2 separate regions of the Mus musculus genome follow, and region 2 is linked to region 1. Evidence: chromatin contacts called from public HiCAR-type data. All regions are on one chromosome and are shown on one strand. The core of a region is the stretch at or near the end of the contact, and the rest is flanking DNA. Distances in the headings are between cores, read along the strand shown.

Region 1 (5,065 bases), core at 1,613-4,112:
CAACTAAAACCAGAAAATTCTGGCTTGCTCTCTTCTGGAACAGACACTGAACGAATGCTCAGGACATAGACCACGCCCCTTTTCTCTTGGAAAGTATTTCTGAGGCTCAGGGTATGCTCTTTCCCACGCCACCACCCCCAACAGTGACTTTTGTAGAAGTGGGTATTGATTCCTTGTCTGCAAGTCATGAGGACACTGTAGACCTAGATCCAAGTGAGGCCAATCAGGTGTTTCTTCCAAAGAATTCAGACTAATAGCTGGCTAATCCTCAGGTAGTTGGGAAGATATTGTATTGATTCAGGGGCCATAGGAAGCCATATTCAGCGATTTGACCAGAAAAAAAAAAAATTGAAGAAAGCTGTCTTCACTGAGAGAAAGGAGGAGAAGGCCCTGTCCTGAGAGCAGGAGAAATTCAAGGCAGAATTTGTTAGCAAGCTGTTAGTTATGGCTCCCAGACATAGTCCTTCAGGCTGGGCTGTCTCCCTGCCTTGGGCTAAATGAGATCCTCTTATCCTTATACCACCCCACACCCGGCTACACATATTTTGCTGCAGCTAGCTCAAACTGATTCCTGTTTCTTTCATCCAAAAGAAACTGAAGTAATACCAGCAAATATCTTCTTGATGATTTTAGAGCTCGGATATTCCCTCAACAATTTACGGGCCAAGCAAGTCCTTGTCTGTGCCTTATGCTCAAATCCAAATGTTGATGTGTGCCTTCCCTGGTGGAGGCTGAATATCTACAAGAGGAGGGGGTGATTCCCCACACTACAAAGTCCCACGGGATCCACGTGGACTTAATTGGGACAAAAGTCAGAAACATTTAGGGGTATCTTTTCCCCTTACTATGTTCTACAACTTGGTGTTGATATATAAATCTGGGGTGTAGAGAACGATTTAATGGCTTGCCCACTCCATATTTGCTAATGGCGACAAGTCATAAAACACAACGATTCATGAATGTTCAACTGAACCTCTTGTAGACTGCTTCTAGGAAAACTAGGAAAGAAATGGAAGTTGTCGATTTTTCTCCAGCTCCTCTTCCTGTATGCTTCTCCCTTTAGGGGCCTCAACAAGCCCTCTATCCATCTCTCCCAGAGGACAGTCCCTGACAAACTATATTACAGCACGGTGTTAGTGACAATTTGTTACTTCTAATAGCTGTGTTTGCTTTCTCTTTCTCTCTCTCTCTCTCTCCCTCTCTCTCTCTCTCTCTCTCTCTCTCTCTCTCTCTCTCTCTCTCTCTGTGTGTGTGTGTGTGTGTGTGTGTGTGTGTGTGTTAGGGATAGCTAAAGAGGTATTAGAGTTGGGGGAATAGAAGAGACACACACGTCCAAGGCATAAGCTCCTAATCTAGAAAGCCATGTTGCCCACAGCTCTGCATGTCTCAGGTCCCTTTGCTACGACAGAGGAGCTGGGCTCCTCTTGCATGAGATCTAAGATCCTTAGCCTGGCTAGGCAGCAAATAAGCTACTGTTCTTCCTCCACTGTGGGCTGTCCAGCAGGAGCAAATACGCTGTACTCAATGAGCCACTGATCCCATAAGGAATGGACCTAGAGATATCTACCCACCTTTAACATAGGCTCAAAGACCCAGGAGAGTGACATTAGCTGGTATGGTTAATTAAGCCTTCTCCCATGGGTTTGGGTGGGGGTTGGGGGCTACATGCAGCAAAAAGACCTTTAGGGATGGAAATGACTTAGCTCTGTGCTGTGTTGCTCACTGATGGAAGGACCAAGGCAACCATGCATTTCACTTCCCCTGGACCTCAGCAAGGCCTTCTATTTGGTCAACAAGGTTGATCTTGGGAACCTTCTACACTCTATAGCTATGGACAGCATGTTTGGAAAGGGCTTAGGGATATCTAAGTGATTTCAAAGGCTGAAGTCTATATAAAAGGGTGAAGTTACTATGAAAACTATTCAAATCAAAAATGGAATTACTATGTGGTCCAACAATTCCATTCTAAGTATATAACCTCCTTCCCTATTAAAATTAGAATCATAGACCAGTTTGCATACCTATGTCGTGGTGCCATGATTCACGAGCATCAAAGAGTGAAAACATTTCACATCAAGATGAATGAATGAATGAATAAAACACGGTATATACAAACAAAGGAATACTCTTTGACTTTAACACAGATGAGCTTTGAGAATACTGTACTATCTGAAATAATCCCATTACAGGAAGATAAAGTCTGTATGAGGGGTCTAAGTTCTTCCTCTTCTTAGTGTTTGGGATCAAATCCAGGGCCTCACAAATGGTAGGTAAGGGATGTAAATTAGTCAAAATCATAGAAAGAAGAACAGTGGCCAGAACTGGGGGGTAGGACCATCATGGACACTTTTGTTCTATGTGTATATAAGTTCCACATGTGTGTCTTTGTAGTTTTGCAGGATTAAAAAAAAAATCTAGAAATTATTGTGCAACAATGTGGGAACAGCTGGTTACGACTGACATGTAACTTCAAAGTCTTTACAACGGTCAATTTGATATTATGGGCCAGAAAACCACAATGAAAAGAAAAACTCAGGTGATCTACAGGGAACAAGCAGTTTCCTCCTCCTGAGAAGGGGTTCCTGGGAAAGGAAACACACTGGACAGAGAAGGTGGTTCAGGTTCCTACCTGATGTGGGGAGCAAGCCTACGGACACATTTAGCAAATCTAGGCCCATATCTGGGCTGTTGGTTCTTTCAGGAGCGGCCCCATAAGGCGCCCCATTCTTGGGTCTTGTCCTGCATTCCCTGGGAAGTAAACAGAGCTGGGAGACTCCCTGTTCTAGGAAAAAGCTAATCAAATGATCCAACCGCTCTGCTCCTCGTTTGGAACCCCGAGAGAGGTACCAGGAAACGCAGTTTTGGCTGAGAGAATGTGGCTATGAATAAAGAAAGCTGTCATAGACAACTGCTGTCTTGCTCCGGTTCAACCCAGCCCTTCGCCTTTGCATAAGGACCCACAGTAGGTATCAGCCAGGGGGCTGGAGTCAGACCAGACTCAGGGAACACAGTCCTCCAGCCTTCCGCCTCTGCATTTTGGAAGAGAATCGGACTTCTATCCTTGTCCCATTATTTAGTGTTTGGGAAAGGGCCCAATTAGCTAGGAGACTGGGAGCTTAGAATTTCTGCGAAGGTGGGCTGTGGCATTAAGAAACGGTTATGAAGTCTGTAACCCCAAACCCCTCTAACAGTTTCCTAACTATCCTCAGGAGACGGACACTCTTGGCTGAGATAGGAGGGAGGAGTATGGCTTCAGAGAGATCAGCTTCGCCCTCGCCCTCGCCCTCGCCCTCAGTGGTGGGAAGCAGCGTTCTTGTGACCCGATTTCAATCTTTGCTAATGAACCATTTCAGAACAACTGAAGTTTCTGGAGTCACTGATAATTGCATACATTTTCCTTTCTCTCTCTCCTCTCTCTCCTCTCTCTTCACTTAAGAATCTTAAGTCTCCATCCATGAAGCCCCATTTTTAGTAACACACTGGATCCTGCCAACATCCTGGGGCTGAGTTTGCCTTTCCACTTCTAGGAATTTCCACGGACATGCAGGAGGGGGGGGTTCCAGGCTGCCAAGATGGCTGTGAATGTGTGTGACCATCGAGGAGGTTGAGGTCAAAGGTCTCTCTCTCTCCAAAGCACCTGAGGTGAGCGGCTTCAACCACTTCAGAACAAGATCGCCAGTTCACCTCAGCCACAAGGTGATCTGGCGCCAGAATTGTTTTTAGTCACTCTAACCGGTCCCCAGGCCCACTGCAAGACAGCATCCAAAAAGGCCAAGCGTTTGGAACCACAAACCCCCACGGGGGGACAACAGGGCTCTGTGGTGATGTGGTTTATGGAGCCTCATTTTTAAAATCTGACATACTTACAATGAAAGTCGCTGTGAAAAAAAAAAAAAAAAACAACAACAACAACTGGATTCCCCCCACCTCCTTTGCTATTTATTGCCTTGCATGGTATTAAGGTTATCTCAGAACTCAGCCATCAGGGACAAGGCCTTGAACAACTCAGTGTTTCACCCCAAAGTGAATCTGCAGTTAACCCTTTGAACAACAGAGCAATGTGATTCTTGCCACGTAGTGTTTTTTTAAAAAAAAAAAAATACTGAAACCAGAGTAACAAACACAAAGGGATTGAGGCCCTAAGTGGAAACACCCCCTCAGGTTTTGTAGAGCCTGCCATGTTCACCACAGGGCCTCTGATGTTTTTATAGTAGAGACTCTGATAACCAAGCCCTACTTTTCATTGTAACTCAGATGTAGACTCAGAACCTTCCTTCCCTCCTGTGGTTACTCGTGGGCGCTCTTCCTTTCAGCCTCTGTTCCCCGCAGCCAGCCAGCCAGCCAGCCAGCCAGCCAGCCAGTCAGGGAGGCATGTTACACTAAGCCTTATTTAATACGGCTGACTTTACTGGGTGCTTGTGGCCCGGGACCTTAGTTTTTGCAGCTCTTAAATGCCATCTCAAATCCATTACAACGTGTGGGTGAAGCTAATAAAACCACTCAAAGATCAAGACGGCATGACACCAACTTCATAGGCATGATTCTACAATAAGGACATGTATTCGAGGTGAGCACCATTCGGTATCTGGCTACTCTTTTCCAAGACTCTGCTGAGAGGTTTGCAGAGCTTCGGAGGCCAGGATCATGGCTCAGTCAATGGCATCAGATGCGATGTTGATCTCCCTGCCACCAATCCATCTATAGTTAGGCGAGGAACCGAACTGGGCCAATGATTTGCTCAATTTTGCATGGGCCACGTTTATAGGTGCAACACGAAATCTGCTCTCAGATCTCTTGGGAACGCCCTAATCAAAGACCACAGCAGAGTTCAAAAAGTCCTTGAGAAAGCCATCTGGGAACTTTTGTGTGCTGACAAGTTTTGTTCTCGAAAGTCACAAACACACTTGCAAGATCACAAGCAGATACGGTAGACTTCTGAGAAAATGCAAGACCACATTGTGGCCTGACAAAAAGCCACAGGCCCTCGAAGGTCACAGATCTCTTTGGGAGCTTCACTACCTGTACCCTATAACCACAGGACACACTGTTTTCATGAGAACTAGCT
Region 2 (5,065 bases), core at 1,382-3,881, 270 kb before region 1:
TCGTTGAGGATGCTGGGTATGCCTAAGGGGTTAAGGTTCAGAACACTGAACTTGCAGAGCACTGCTCTTGCAGAGGACCTGAGTTCAGTTCCCAGAACCCATCCCATGGTCCATCTTCTGGACTTCTTGGAAACCTCCACTCACACATACATACATAATTTAAAAGAATAAATAACCTTTCTTTATAAAATGATCTCATCTATGAGTAGGCATAAGTATAATTTGAACACCTCATATGGTTCCAATTTTGAAAAGTTTAAGAAAATCCTCTCAAATTCCAAAGGCTACTTGATGACTTGAAACCAAAGATGTATTTAAATTGGAAAGAAATAAAATTTTTTGCAATGATGTTGCGATCCTAAGGACATTCTAATGGCCATTGGTGGCCATGGGAATCAGTAATCTACCACCTGAGAGCTTGTGTGCACTTAAAATGCTTATTTTCCAAATCCAGATAAACAGTTTGATATATATATTAATTCTAGCTAAAACAGAAGGTGGGTGTTTCTCTGGCAAGGGAATAAGATGTATGGGATGGGGAGAGGTCAAGTAACAGTAATTGTTAGCTCTCCTTTAAGTAAAATTTCCCCCTGGAATAGTGGTGGGGACATAGGAAGGTGAATAACAAACTTCCTCAGTAGTACATCACAGCATAAGTATCTCTGAGTAAAGAAGAAAACAGTTCAACTTTGAAATTCTGCCGTTAAGTGGCGGCTCCTGCAAGGGGGACAGTTTGCTATTAATTGTTAATGTCGCCTACCATTAGAGGGCACTAAACAACTCCACATTAATGCGTTGGAGGGAAGAGAAAAGGAAGCGAGGAAAGGGGAGGGAGAGTATGGGCAGAGTTCGGGGAGAGGGAGGGGAGACCGAAGCCGGGAAGGGCTGGGAAAAAGAGATGTGGGGAGTGGGAGGAGGGAGGAGGGAGGAGGGAGGAAAAAGCCTGAAGAGGAAGGAGACTGACAAACGGGCAGACAGACAGAAACAGACAAAATGAATCTGGCAAGATTAAGAAGGATGTGAAGCCCCAGAGCCGTCTAAAGTGAGCAAAAAGCCGGCTCTCCCGGGTCACCCACTCCCCTCCCCGCCGCTCCGTCCTCATGACTGTAATTATAAAGCGAAAAGCGGCGGCGAGGTCACCCGTTTTTACCAGCCTGCTGCACCGAATGCGCGCGGTGCAGGTGCGGCGGCCGCGGGGCTTTGTGATTCATGCCCACTTTCAAAGGGGGGCTTGGGCCCGTCTGAGAGGCACCCAAACAACTGTCTTCTAATATTAGCACGGCTGTATTTCGGGATCTATTATAGTCTGTCCAGACAGATCCCATTGTAATGGGACCTTTTATTAAAAGATTAGCACTATCTCCTGCAGTTGGTGGAAAAAAATCTGTTATCACTGAGTTATTTGCAGTTGTGGAGGGGGTAGGAGGAGGGTGATGGAAGATGGGGGTGGGAGGATGAGAGGAGGACCGGGGGGGGGGGGCGCTAGGGCTGGGGCTAGAGAAGAAGGGCGAATTTGAAATCCGTAAGAGCAAATCCCAATGACCTGGGAATGTCCAAGAATTTTGTCTGTTTTGTTCGCTGTTTGTTGTCGTTCGGGCTTCAGAAGCGAAAAGAATAGAAATTTAAAAGGCAGCTTTGAAATAAACAATATAGCCTTTTCCGTGAAGTAATCGTTTTATATAAAAGGAAATATCGCCTCCTCAGTTTCATTCAGCCGTGCCAGAAAATGTTATAAATGAGAAGACCCGCCAACTTTCGGCGAAGAATGCCAGGCATTGCACTCAATAAACTGAGGCTGCAGAAGTTCATTATCATGGTGCAATCTTTTTTTTAAATAAGAGAGAGAGAGAGAGAGAGAGAGAGGAGTCGGGACAGAAACTGGGGCGTCTCGGAGCGGGGGAGGAGGGGGGCAGACCGCCTACGTCGGCGCCCCCGCTCGGGGCTGCGACTCCAGACGCGACGAAGTGAAAGGGGAGAAAAGAAAGGGAGAGGGCGAGACTGCCGGGGGCGGCCGGCTCCGAGGTGTTAAACATTTTTGTTTGCTTCTGACTTGTGGAGCCCGAGGGCCGCGTCTCCGCAGCGCTCGGCCCGGGTGGAAGGTGCCCGGGGGTCGGGGTTCTTAGCAACCTACTCCAGGCTGGGGGGGGAGGGGGCGCGGGAGGGAGTGGGAGGCGGGGGAGCTGGCAGGGTGGCCGCAAAGTAAGACACGTAAGAGACCTCGGGACACAAAACGTCTCCGGGACCCCGCGCCAAGGCTCTGCAGGGAGGCTCCTGAAACTGCTCCCCCGGGCATTGAAGCAGCTCAGGGATCCTGCGGCGGGTTGCAGAAGTCTCATCCCGGAGCCCTGGAGCAGAGGTGCTGGGGACCCATTCCCGGGGTCCTCCGGGGTCCCCGCGCTCCGCCGGCCGCCTCCTCCAGCGCCCTCACTCACACGCGCACACGCACACACGCGCGCACACACACACTCGCACGCCACCCCGGGCGCGCCGGCTCCGAGCGGCGGCGTGCAGGACTGAAGTGGATGTTCCTCCCCACCCCCGACGCGTCGCCCCCAGCCCCCGCCCCTGCCTCCTTCCCCCCTCCCCTCCCGCTCCTACGCAAATAAGAACTCGGCGATTCCCCTCCTGCCGCTTTGATTTCGGGCACCTCCGACAGATAATTGGGAAGGGTTTCCAGAAGGTGGGAAATGTCACCTGATTCACACTGAACTTTTAAAAGCTCCCCACCCCCAAAGAGCCGGCACACCCTCGGTCGCGGCCGCCCTCCCACAGCCCCACACACTGGGAGACCGCCCACCGCAAACCTCGGAGACCCCCGTCTAGATTTAAAGCGCGGCTGCGCCCGGCTTCTGACGTCCATTGAATCGCGCGGGCGGCCGGTGGCGAGCGCGGGGCTGCGCCGGGATCGCTGCGCCCTCCGCCGCTCGCCTCTGCGACGCGCGCCGCTCGCCCGAGCCACCCGCCGCCGCGCTCCTCGCCCCGCGCCTGCCCCAGGATGGTCTGCGCCAGGCACCAGCCCGGCGGGCTCTGCCTCCTGCTGCTGCTACTCTGCCAGTTCATGGAGGACCGCAGCGCCCAGGGTGAGTGGAAGGGATGCGCCCAGAGGCTCGGCTGGGGCAGGGGTTCTACTTTTCTGCTGTCTCCACTTGGTCTGTTCTGACCTACGCTGCTCTCGGAAGATGTTGGAACCACCCGGCTACTCCTGTAGAACGGAACGGGAGGGAAAGACTGAAGGCAGTGACACTTTAGGATAGAGAGCGGAGTTTAGAGCCAGGTTACCCTCAAAAAGGAAAGGGCTTGAGTGGAGGAGCTGGAGCCTCAGTAGTTAGGGGTAGATGCTCCAAGTTCTGGTCCTAATGACTTTAGATGTTATCTCCCCTGGCTGGCTCGGGAGAAGGGCGAGCATCCGTAGCCTGGAGATTACAGTCGACCTACTAGCAATCTATCCATCTTCCTTCCATATCTTTTGGAGACTCTTTAAAAAAAAAATGACGGGGTGGGGGATGGGAGATACCGAATTTTCTTGGGTGGCCGGGGGACGTGGTTTCAGAAACTTTGCCCAAACTTGGAAATGTGGGTACTGAAATTTTTAGAGGGAGGTAGTTTTACGCTTAGCGGATGCTCCTTCTGCCTCTTTCCCCCAAGCCCCGCGAAAAAGAAGAAAGACAAACCAAATTATTAGCCCGAAGTGTTTTAAGTACTTTACAGTTTTCTCCACTTTGCCTCATTCCTGTTAACTTCTGTGAACCAAGCAGCCCACAAGCTATTTAGACTCCGACCTGGATTAAAGAGCAAATTTCTGAAGTTTATCTTCTAAAATTAAAAATGAATTGATTTTATTACAATTAGTCTCCAGGCTGGATTTCTTTTTTAAAAATAGTGGTAACCCCGCAGCTTCACGACAATTACTCTCGAGTCACTTTGGTGATTCATGAGACGTCTGCTTGCCCAAAGTCCGAACACATTAAATAGGGACAGAGAAAGAAACTATTTGTAAAGAGGTTCTTGGGAGACATAAGGTAGGTATGTGTGACCCGGTAGACGCCTCCGGGTTCTAACCCTGCTGCGTTGCCTGTTGGAGCGGTAAGGTTTTGTGTGTCGTAAGCTGCCCTCCCCGGCACCGGTCCTAGCCGTCTGCCCGACACTAGGCTGGGCTACCAGCCTTGCTGATAGGGGCGCTGCCTGGGTGCCGGGACGTGGGCGCCAGAGAAAGCAGCCCTCGGAAATTTCGAAAGACCGCGGTGGCTGCGGGCGTGCTCCGGGCTGGCGGATTGCAAAACGGGCCCGTCGGGCGGGCTGCGCCTCGAGGCCGCTCAGGGCAGATCCAGGCTGGGCCCGACTGCTTTTTTTTTTCCTTTCATTTTTCACAAGTATCTTTATGCTTGATCTGTTCCTGCAGATTCATATTCATTCTCCCTACACTCCCCCCTCTCCCCTCCCTCCTCCCCTCCCTTCCACGTCTCCCCTCTCTTACTTTCTTAACCCCTGTCACAAATAATTCTCTTACCGCCTACATGAAACCGACATGTAAAAACATCCGTCGCATCCTGTTTTTGTCAGGTTCTTTAATCTGGTCTTCCAGTCGCTGCAGGTTATGAAATGGGACGAATAAAAGTAAACAGTCTAGTAAAAGTCAATGCAAGCTGCACGTGTTGTGTCTGGGTCACTGGTAACTGACATTGATATGGCTGGGGCGCAGCGGCGGCCGCTCTAGCCCACCTCCCACCTCCCACCTCGGTGACGGGTCCTTCCCCACTCTCCCCTTTGGAGATTCATATTCTCTCTCTCTCTCTCTCTCTCTCTCTCTCTCTCTCTCTCTCTCTCTCTCTCTCTCCCTCCCTCCCTCCCTCCCTCCCTTCCTCCCACATCCCTCTCTCCCTCTCACATCCCACTGTCCCTCTCCTGCTCCCCTTCCCCCAATCACTTGCTCCCCGCCCCACCAGGCCTCTTTGCCCAGCTCTAAGCAGCCTTCCTTCCCGCTACCCCACGGCTCACTCATTCACCTACTGATCCCTGTCTCTTCACAGCTGGGAATTGCTGGCTCCGCCAAGCAAAGAACGGCCGC

Evidence for each region. HiCAR-type assays count read pairs that join an accessible place to other places.
Region 2: a HiCAR-type map of fibro-adipogenic progenitors shows a contact between it and region 1, with 3 times the contacts expected there. The contact joins the promoter of Fst here to the enhancer-like site in region 1. A contact is called at or near these places in 11 of 39 promoter capture datasets (the 3T3-L1 cell line, 3T3-L1-derived adipocytes, cranial neural crest and 6 more), 7 of 484 Hi-C or Micro-C datasets (the 3T3-L1 cell line, adipose-derived mesenchymal stem cells, bone marrow-derived macrophages and 3 more), 7 of 115 datasets of contacts at active chromatin or transcription factors (embryonic stem cells, fetal liver, fibro-adipogenic progenitors and 1 more) and 4 of 9 other capture datasets (adipose tissue, embryonic stem cells, liver and 1 more).

What each region holds. Positions count from the first base shown.
Region 1 is chr13:114,188,863-114,193,927 of GRCm38.p6, reverse strand. No RefSeq gene overlaps it. Among named protein-coding and RNA genes, the nearest start is that of Gm41072, 18 kb to the left of the region's middle. Within about 2 kb of position 2,862, at least 5 of the 459 cell types and tissues checked have an H3K27ac peak or open chromatin away from gene starts, as enhancers often do. A contact at or near this core is called in fibro-adipogenic progenitors, where this site is marked.
Region 2 is chr13:114,456,517-114,461,581 of GRCm38.p6, reverse strand. Fst (follistatin) reads left to right here and starts at 2,631. Exons shown (of 6, transcript NM_001301373.1): 1 at 2,631-3,080; 2 at 5,028-5,065. The coding sequence starts at 2,996. It overlaps Gm41074 (a long non-coding RNA gene), which reads right to left and starts at 4,786. Exons shown (of 3, transcript XR_873986.3): 1 at 4,508-4,786.